Linked DNA regions of Mus musculus: all the other regions are linked to region 1. Evidence: chromatin contacts called from public Hi-C and Micro-C data. All regions are on one chromosome and are shown on one strand. Each heading gives the region's core, a stretch centred on a gene start, on an enhancer-like site or on the middle of the called end of the contact. The rest is flanking DNA. Distances are from core to core; before and after follow the strand shown.

Region 1 (2,860 bases), core at 242-2,741:
TTATATTAGGCAAGTTAAACAACAGAAGAAAACCGTAAAAATAGAAAAGAATCTGGGGGCTGTAATCTCTTTTTATCTACACTATCCCTCCTGTACATATCAGAGAGAAACCAGCACACATTTCCAGAGGTCAACCAGGAAGTCCGAGGTTGAACTTTTTGTCCATCAGAAATAAAGGCTGATCATCAATGAGTGTTTATTTTTCTTTCCTTTTCTTTAAAAATATAGAACAATAAAAGGAAAATCCATCTTAAAATATGACGTACTTATCTACTCAGTGTGACCCTTGACATAGATGATTTGGCCATTACATTTTTAAGATTTTCATTTTACAATGTCAACCACCTCTTGCTTGCAAAGTGTGCAAAACTGCCTAATGGAAAACAGATTTCTCCACACACTTTTTTCTTGTAGCTAGGATTGGGTGAATTCAAGTGGAAATGTTGGTTACATTTTTAGTCTTAGCTTTTTTTAGAAAGATAATTACAGAATAATTATGGACTAACTACAGAAAATAGTAAATGTTTGCCCAAGTAGAAGGAATGGCTATGTGAATTTAGTACCTGGCGGCTTTCTTTAGAACTGAATGTTATTTACACAGCGAAATGGGAAACAATTCAAGTAGAGCAACCTATGAAAGACCCCAGAAAATGAGAAGCATGTAAGTAAAAACGACAAGAAACGTTTTCTAAGGTCCTATTTTGCCTGAGAAGAAACTGAAGATAGAAGGAGAGAAGAGGCGAGCATAAAACAAAAGACTTCCTTTCTCCAGCCCCACTTTCCCTGTTTCTTTTGTCATAGGTTGTTGTGAACTCAGGCAAACATTGAAAGGTTTTCTTTTGGGGGGCGGGGGGCACTTTTGATTAATTTTATTTTTCCAGAGATAGGGGAGTAGTAGTTAAACATGCCTCTCGAGTTACAGAACAGAAGTTCAAACTTTTGAAAACAAAAGAGAGGAAAAGAAAAGAAAGAAAGAAAAAAGGCAGAAAACCAAAGTTATCCGACCTGCTGAGGCTGCTAACAAAAAAGTAAAAGGCGTTCTAAAAGCATAGCTCAGTTTCACTGTCCGGGTCGGGGTCGGTGATTGGTAGTTGAGGGAAGGCTTGTTTCGCCTATGCCGTCTAGAAGACGTTGAGCAGCACTGCTATATACAGGAGTGTAAGACGGGAGAGTTATTCTCGGGTTTATTCAGCTCAGTGAAGCTGCAGTAGCTAAAAGCCAAGTGCTCCCGACTGCACGCCGCTGGCCTAACGCGGCTCGTCCCCGCTTTCCCGGCAACCGATCTGGGAGGGAATCCTGGACTCGCAACCCGACTCCGCTCGGCGTTGATTGGCTCCTGCTCAGGACCCCGCCTCCAAGGTAGAGGCGGCCACTTCGTAGGGACCCGCCCCCCGGCCGTGGGAATCGCCGCCTAGCAGGCGGGCTGCGGCTGCCACTCAGTCGGAGTGGCGGAGGCTCTGGGTTCGTAGCCCCGCCTCCTCCCCCCTAATTGATATTATTGGAGTGTGGAGCAAGCGGCCGGTCTGCAGTCGGAGACTTGCAGGCAGCAAACACGGTGCGAACGAACCGGAGGGGGGAGAGAGAAATCAAACAGCTAAGCGTGGAGCAGACGGCCTGGGACCCAGAAGGGGATCGATGCGAGGAGCGCAATAATAACAACAATAATAACCCACTTCGGAGCAAACAGCATCTAAAGAGCTGCGACCCAACTGCAGCCTAAAAAAATCAAACCTGCTCATGCACCATGGTTGTTCAAACTCGGTTCCCTTCGTGGATTATTTTGTGTTACATCTGGCTGCTTGGCTTTGCACACACGGGGGAGGCGCAGGCTGCGAAGGAAGGTAAGGCCAGAGGAAAGCAAAGTTTGTTCTGACTTATTTATTTCGCTGTCTACCTGCACGAGCCGACGGGTCCGCGGCGCTGGCCGCCGCGCCTCCGGCGCCGGGCGACCCTCCCTCGACCCCCCGCCCCCTCCCCGCCCTCAGTTCCAATCGACCAGAGGCGACCGGCCGGGACTAGTCGGGGCCCCGGAGCTCCAAGGGGTGGCCGGGGACTGGCGCGCGCTCTGCAGCCGGGCAGCTCGGGGGGCCATGGTGGCGAGGCTGAAGGGCGAGCGAGCTCCTTTGCATCCGGCATCTCGGGTCTTCAGCTCCAACCGCCGCGTTTGCTCCTTCTCTTGCGGTCGGCCTGCCGTGGACGCCACAGTGAGAGTTGGTTCGAAACCTGGGGAGTGGAGCTCCGCGTCGCCCCCAGCCTCCCCGGAGGAGCCGAGACTTCCGTGGCTGCGAGCGCTCGGGCTCCCGCCGACTCGCTCACTGCGGCGGCGGCGGCGGCGGCGGCGGCAGCGGCGCGGGCCTGCGGTGGGCGCTCGGCTGCCGCTCGAAACAATGCGGCCGCGAGGGGAGGCAGCGCGCGGGGCTCGGGCTCGACCCGCCGCCGGGAGGACTGGCCGCAGCCGGCAGTTTGCACGGAGAGGCCACCGAGTGAGAAGTCTCCCGTCACTTGGCCCAGGTCCGGTACTCCGGGAGTCCAAGTAGCCAGTCCTGGCCTCTGGGGACGAGTTCTGGTACGCGAGGGGAGGCTTCTTTTGACCACAGGATACGCCTGTACGTGGGTATTTTTCCCTGCGTCTCCTTTGAACCATTGGCAAAAGGTAAAATACCTTTTGGTGCCTGTAGTTGGAGCTGGGGAAAAATAAATCCTGTCAAAGGAAGTGTCTTGCTGCTAAGCAGTGTCACAATACCGGTACCTCATCTGACAAGCTTGCGTTTCTAAGGTTGATTTCTTGGATACTTTAGAAGCCTGTTCGGGGGTGTGGAGGGCGAGAGATCTGTTAGATTTAGGTCATAGCAGTACTAAA
Region 2 (2,860 bases), core at 224-2,723, 110 kb before region 1:
ATGGCCTTTGAGAGCTTAGTTCCTGTTGGAATGGAGGCCTTAGTTTTCTCTAATTGGGGTAGCAGCCTCCAGAAGGTGGCTGAACAAGAGCCTCTCCAGAGTGCCAGCTCCCTTCAGGAGAGTTTGCAAAGTACCCAAAGAGCTAAAGGGCTCTGCAACGCTATAGGAGGAACATCACTATGAACTAACCAGTACCCCCCAGAGCTGTGTCTCTAGTTGCATAGGTAGCAGAGGATGGCCTAGTCGGCCATCAACTGGAGGAGAGGCCCTTGGTCTTGAGAAGATCATATGCCCCAGTACAGGGGAATGCCAGGGCCAGGAAGTGGGAGTGGGTGGGTTGGGGAACAGGGCCAGGGAGAGTATAGGGGGCTTTGGGGATAGCATTTGAAATGTAAATGAAGAAAATATCTAATAAAATTTTTTTAAAAAGAAAAGAAGAAAAAAATAATAAAGAAAATGCAGTAGAGGCTCTGCCACTGAGAAGCTACATATTTTTTTGAAACTAGATGAGCAAGTGCGCAACAGTCTTGAATCCTCTGTTCCTTAGGAACAGATGTCTAAGTCCAACCCACATTCAAAGAGAATGGATTTCATAACACTGGCTGGGAAGCAGAAAAACTGGCATAAGGAAAGGAGAACAGAAAGAAATTCATGTACAGTTGGAAGGGGAGTTTGTTGTAATTCTGATCTGTACTTTGATCAATCTCTCTGACAATGGTCTTTGGCCTTACAACTACCCTACCTCAGAAAGGTATGGAGGTTCACACCTAAAACCCTGGCACCCTGATGGTTGCAGCAGGAGAATTGTCTTGAGTTTGAGTCCAGCCTGGGATAGAATTTAGTTATCGGCTAGACTTAACTATAGAGTGAATCTTTTTCTCAGACCTTTCTCAGAGAGAAAGAAAAATAAAAATTAGGAAGGAAGGAAGGAAGGAAGGAAGGAAGGAAGGAAGGAAGGAAGGAAGGAAGGAAGGAAGGAAGGAAGGGAGGAAGGGAGGAAGGAAGGAAGGCTGACAGACTAGAACTCAACCTGACCCTTTTCTGATTACTTTTACTAACTCTCACAAATTCCCTGCTCTGACACACGTAGTCAGTGTTGTTAATGTAACATGCTCGTTCCTTACATTTGTCCATGGTGTTTTCTCCTTCTACATAACATGTTTGCATGTACTCCTCTTGCCAAAAGAAGTCTACTACCTCTGCCCCTGGAAAACGAGAAAAAGAAGTGGAGAGAAAAGAATTTCCCTCTTCAAATATGTAAAGAGCTAGCACTAACCAGGTCAAATGTATAAAATTAAAAGGGCAATATTTCAGAAAAAATTTTTTAATAGAAATTCTTTACAGTCATCCAAGTCCCAAATCTTAGAACAAGATGACCCAGATCAAGAGTAAAAGCACTTGCTGCCACCAAGCCTGGAGTCCTAAGTTCAACTACCAGAGGCCTGTAAGTGTTGTGGATAGCTCTGGAGCTATATGTAATTTTATGCTAATTCCTTTCTCCTGGGAGGGGTTGTGAACTAGGAATGAGTCAGCCCTCAGGTGATTTCCTGTAAACCTTCTTCCCACCTTAATTTGTAAAATAAAGGCTAAAGCCAGTGATTGGACAGATAAAGGGCAGGTGGACCTGAAAGTTGAGAGAGAGAGAGAAGAAGGAGTGGGGGAGAGAGAGGACAACCAAGGACAGGGTGGAAGGAAAGCACAGCAGAAGCCCCTGGCCTGGAGGAACTGCTAGTTCTAAGGGGTCTCATAGATGGGAAAGACTGTAGTGTAGCGGTAGATCTGCCCAATCTAGGCACACACCATGTATTCATATTAATTGAGTTGTGTTTTCATTGCTAGGGCATGTTTGGATTGGAGAATTACTGCAACATGTATGAGGGGAGGAGAGAACAGAGTTTTACTAGTTTTGGAATCTTTGAGTACTAAAGGCGAACATTTGTTGACAAGTACAAAGGCATTTCTGTGTTGGATGGGAGTTGTAAAAAAAAGAAAAAGAAAAGAACTATAAGCCACTCCCAACTCTTGTTTCATGAACATCTAAATCCACCCTGTAAAAGGATGAAAGAGCAAAACTATTCTTTGTCATTAAAAAAAAATAATAATAATAATAATTCCAACCACTGAGCTGATCACAGGGTCCTAGAAAGGACTGAAGGAGCTAAAGGGGTTTGCAACCCCATTGGAAGAACAACAATATCAACCAACCAGAGTTCCCAGGGTCTAAACCACCAACCAAGGATATTATATATCAGAGGATGGCCTTGGTCCCATGAAAGCTTGATGCCCCATTGTAGGAGAATAGGAAGGCAAGGAGGCAAGGGTGGGTGGGATACACCCTCAGAAGCAGGAGGAGGGGGAATGGCTTTTGGAGGGGAAATCGGGAAAGGGAATAATAACATTTGAAATGTAAATAAATAAAATATCCAATAAAAAGTTTAAAAAACCTGATTTGCATATTAAAAATAAAAAATCACAGTTGTTAACTCATTCTACTTTTGATTGTCTTACAAAGTAAGGAACTTTCACTTTTCAGTATTTATTCTCCTTCAAATTTATTAGTATTAATAAACTATGAAATTCTATAACACTGCAAAATTTTAAATAAATATACTTGTGGTTAAAATGTTCAGACCAAGTTTCATTTCTGTGTACAAAGTCAGCAATTACACCATGTCAAATCCCTCTTCACTCAAGCACCTACCTATGAATGTGTACTAAAAAGCTGTCTTGGCTTTCACAATGTTGTGCATGGGTATTGTTCATTTTAAGGCTGGTTTTCAGAGAAATCTTTATCTTTAGGAAAATCACAGATGTTCCAGCCCTAGCTCTGCTAGTCACTGTTTCCTTGCTGAGATGAGCA
Region 3 (2,860 bases), core at 136-2,635, 99 kb after region 1:
AGGCTGTCTTAAACAACAGATGCAAACCATCTTTCTCCTATTCTCTTCTCAGACATTTATGTCTTGCAGCATGTGAGAAGCATATTAAGTGGGCTTCAGGTAATAGAAGTAAGGTTTTCACAGATAGTGCTTGACAATTCAATCAAAGAAAATCAAGGGGAACGATTTATGGAAAAGGGTGGCTTACCATTGGCATTCTTGAGGACATTTACAGAATAAAGAGCAACTCCTTCCTTGCTTGTTACAGTATAAAAATTCAACAGCAGTATAAATCACCTATATGCAGGTGAACTTGAAACATTAAAAAGGCCATGGAAAGCCTGATTACTTTTTATTTTTAAATCCAGTATTGATAATATCTATTTTAACTAATGTGTATGATCATGTAGGTGTCTTTTTCCTGTTGCTTTCAAAAGGAATATATTGTACCTAGTTTTATATACCTTAAAGCACTGGATTTCCATCTGTGGTTCATAACCCCTTTGGGGGTCCCATATCAGATATCCAGTAGATCAGATATTTACATTATTATTTATAACCATAGCAAACATTCAGTTATGAAGTTGCAATGAGGCAATTTTAATGGTTGTGGGTCATCACAACATGAAGACCTGTATTATAGTGCTGCAGCATTAGGAAGGTTGAGAACTACTATCGTAAAGTGATTTGTGGGCTAGATCTAAAATTGTAGACATTACTAATAATTCCTATCTCTCTATTCAGCCTTCTTATTAGCATGAATCTCTGTCAACATTGGCATGTTTTTTACTTATTCATGGCATCCTCTCTGAATTTGATTAGTATATGAGCTTGGGTACTCTTGTTAGAGGAGAGTGAATGGGATGCATTGGTAACAGTAAGATATAGCAAGAACAATGAAAGCCTATAGTGCTGTCACCTACGGCGACGAGAAAGTCTGCTTCTTTTTTTTAATATCATAATGTAAATAAATCATTTCCCCTTCCTTTCTTACCTCCAACTTTCTCATATAACCCTACTTGCTCTCTTACAAATGATTTTGAAATATATATTGTATATGTGTACATATTATATATTACATTATATATATAATATTTTCTGGGTATATATTTTTAGAGATATATGTTCTAGAATACATAAAGAACTACAAAACCAAGCAGTGTACGTTTGGAAGTTTGAATGGGAAAGCTGGATTCCTGGAGATATTAATAAAAAGCTACCACAAACAGGGTTTCAACTGAACCAGCACTAGCTGTTATCAAGTCAGATCAAGCTTCAGGCAGGGCAGTTGTGTTTTGCAATTCATGTCTGAGAAAAAAGTTTGACATGGGTGAAGCTTATGACCTGTGATCTCTGATGTATTCCGTGTGGTTGTGTGGTTTCCTTGCTCTGTGTGAGATGTGTTGCCACAGTATTCAGGAAGTGAGTCTAAGGAGGGACAGTCTCCTGGCACATGGCTACATATAAGTTATACAGCTCAGACAACATCTCCCTTTCTTTCTATTTTAGATGTACTCTTCATAGAGCAACATCTCTTCCGGGACTACAGATCCCTCTATATAGTGCTGTCTTCCAGTAACCGTTTTTCTCCCCGTTTTTCCCTACCATGTAAGGATACAAAAGCAAGGATAACTTCATTTCATAACCTTTTCTAGCACTCATAATAAGAATCAGAGCTTCTTCTTCTTTCAAATGCAGGATTTTCTATAGTAGATCCAGTTTTATACAATTTACAAGAGATGCTAGTAAATAAAAATGATCTAACTCGGAGAGTATGTCAATGGTTACCATCAGACTACATGAGCGAGAGTAATGGAATATTAGGAAGTAAAGGCAGAGAGGAGATATGAATTGTAGTTTGGTAAGGAAGGTTGAAGCCTAGGCTGTGCTATGATACTTACATACGTGACCAATGGACAACTGGAGATCAAGAAAGTAAGGGATCATGAACAGTAAAGCACCACCTCCGTGGTGGTTAATGTCAGCGTGAGCCCCGGAGCTAGTAGATGACAGCCCCTTCAGATAGAAAGCACAGGACTACCAGCTGCTATGTAACCGTCAAGCCCAATTCAGAGGTTGTGAACAAAAGGCTCACAGAACAGAATTACCCAACTGGTAAGTTCTGTGCCCTGCTAAAGAGACTGCAAGCTGAGAAATAACCAAGCTTTCTATATGGAGATGAAGAGCTGAAAAATTACTGACTCTAAGCTGGGCATTGGTGGTGCACACCTTCAATCCCCGCACCCAGGAGACAGAGGCAGGTGGATCGCTTGAGTTCTTGGCCAGTGTGGTGTACAAAGCGAGTACCCCAGGACAGCCAGTGTTACACAGAAAAGCCTTGTCTTGAAAAACCAATAAATAAACAAATACATAATACATAATAAGTAAATAAAATTACTAAATTTACAGTGATATATTTTTACAGATGTCTGATTTATTTAATGAATCAGAATGATTTTATAGTTATTTATTAACAGCAGACATTGATTTCTAAAATTTTACTCTTTGAATATCACATATAGTTATGCATTTGTAAAATATATTTTCATCTTAGGAAATATGTTTTAGACTCTAAAAATTCCTGGACTGCTCTCCAAATGATGGGATTCACGTCAGTAACTTGTGAATATGTTCGCTTCATACGATCAGAGAAAATGAGAGAATGTGTTAACCAGTTTAAGAATTTTCTTATATTTTCTAACTAAAGTACTTTACATGAAATTCCCAAGCTTGCATAATATACGACTAAAATATGAGGTTCAGTTGGGATCAATTTTAAATCTGTATGAGTCTGTTCCTGGTTGACGGCTGTAATGTGCAGAGAAAACCTTATTCATAAATAAGTTAGGAAATCCTGATTCCTCTTTTCTTCATTCCTTAA

Evidence for each region. Hi-C and Micro-C count contacts between places; a contact is called where the count stands out from the background.
Region 2: a contact with region 1 is called in a Micro-C map of embryonic stem cells, with 3 times the contacts expected there. The contact joins the enhancer-like site here to the promoter of Epha7 in region 1. A contact is called at or near these places in 4 of 484 Hi-C or Micro-C datasets (cerebral cortex, embryonic stem cells and forebrain), 1 of 115 datasets of contacts at active chromatin or transcription factors (embryonic stem cells) and 1 of 9 other capture datasets (adipose tissue).
Region 3: a Hi-C map of the HPC-5 cell line shows a contact between it and region 1, with 3 times the contacts expected there. The contact joins the enhancer-like site here to the promoter of Epha7 in region 1. A contact is called at or near these places in 6 of 484 Hi-C or Micro-C datasets (the HPC-5 cell line, the N1E-115 cell line, cortical neurons and 3 more).

What each region holds. Positions count from the first base shown.
Region 1 is chr4:28,811,640-28,814,499 of GRCm38.p6, forward strand. It overlaps Epha7 (Eph receptor A7), which reads left to right and starts at 1,492. Exons shown (of 17, transcript NM_010141.4): 1 at 1,492-1,841. The coding sequence starts at 1,745.
Region 2 is chr4:28,697,803-28,700,662 of GRCm38.p6, forward strand. No RefSeq gene overlaps it. Among named protein-coding and RNA genes, the nearest start is that of Epha7, 110 kb to the right of the region's middle. Within about 2 kb of position 1,474, at least 16 of the 459 cell types and tissues checked have an H3K27ac peak or open chromatin away from gene starts, as enhancers often do. A contact at or near this core is called in embryonic stem cells, where this site is marked.
Region 3 is chr4:28,910,871-28,913,730 of GRCm38.p6, forward strand. The region is part of intron 5 of Epha7 (Eph receptor A7); the gene reads left to right. Among named protein-coding and RNA genes, the nearest start is that of Epha7, 99 kb to the left of the region's middle. Within about 2 kb of position 1,386, at least 35 of the 459 cell types and tissues checked have an H3K27ac peak or open chromatin away from gene starts, as enhancers often do. A contact at or near this core is called in the HPC-5 cell line and granulocyte-monocyte progenitors, where this site is marked.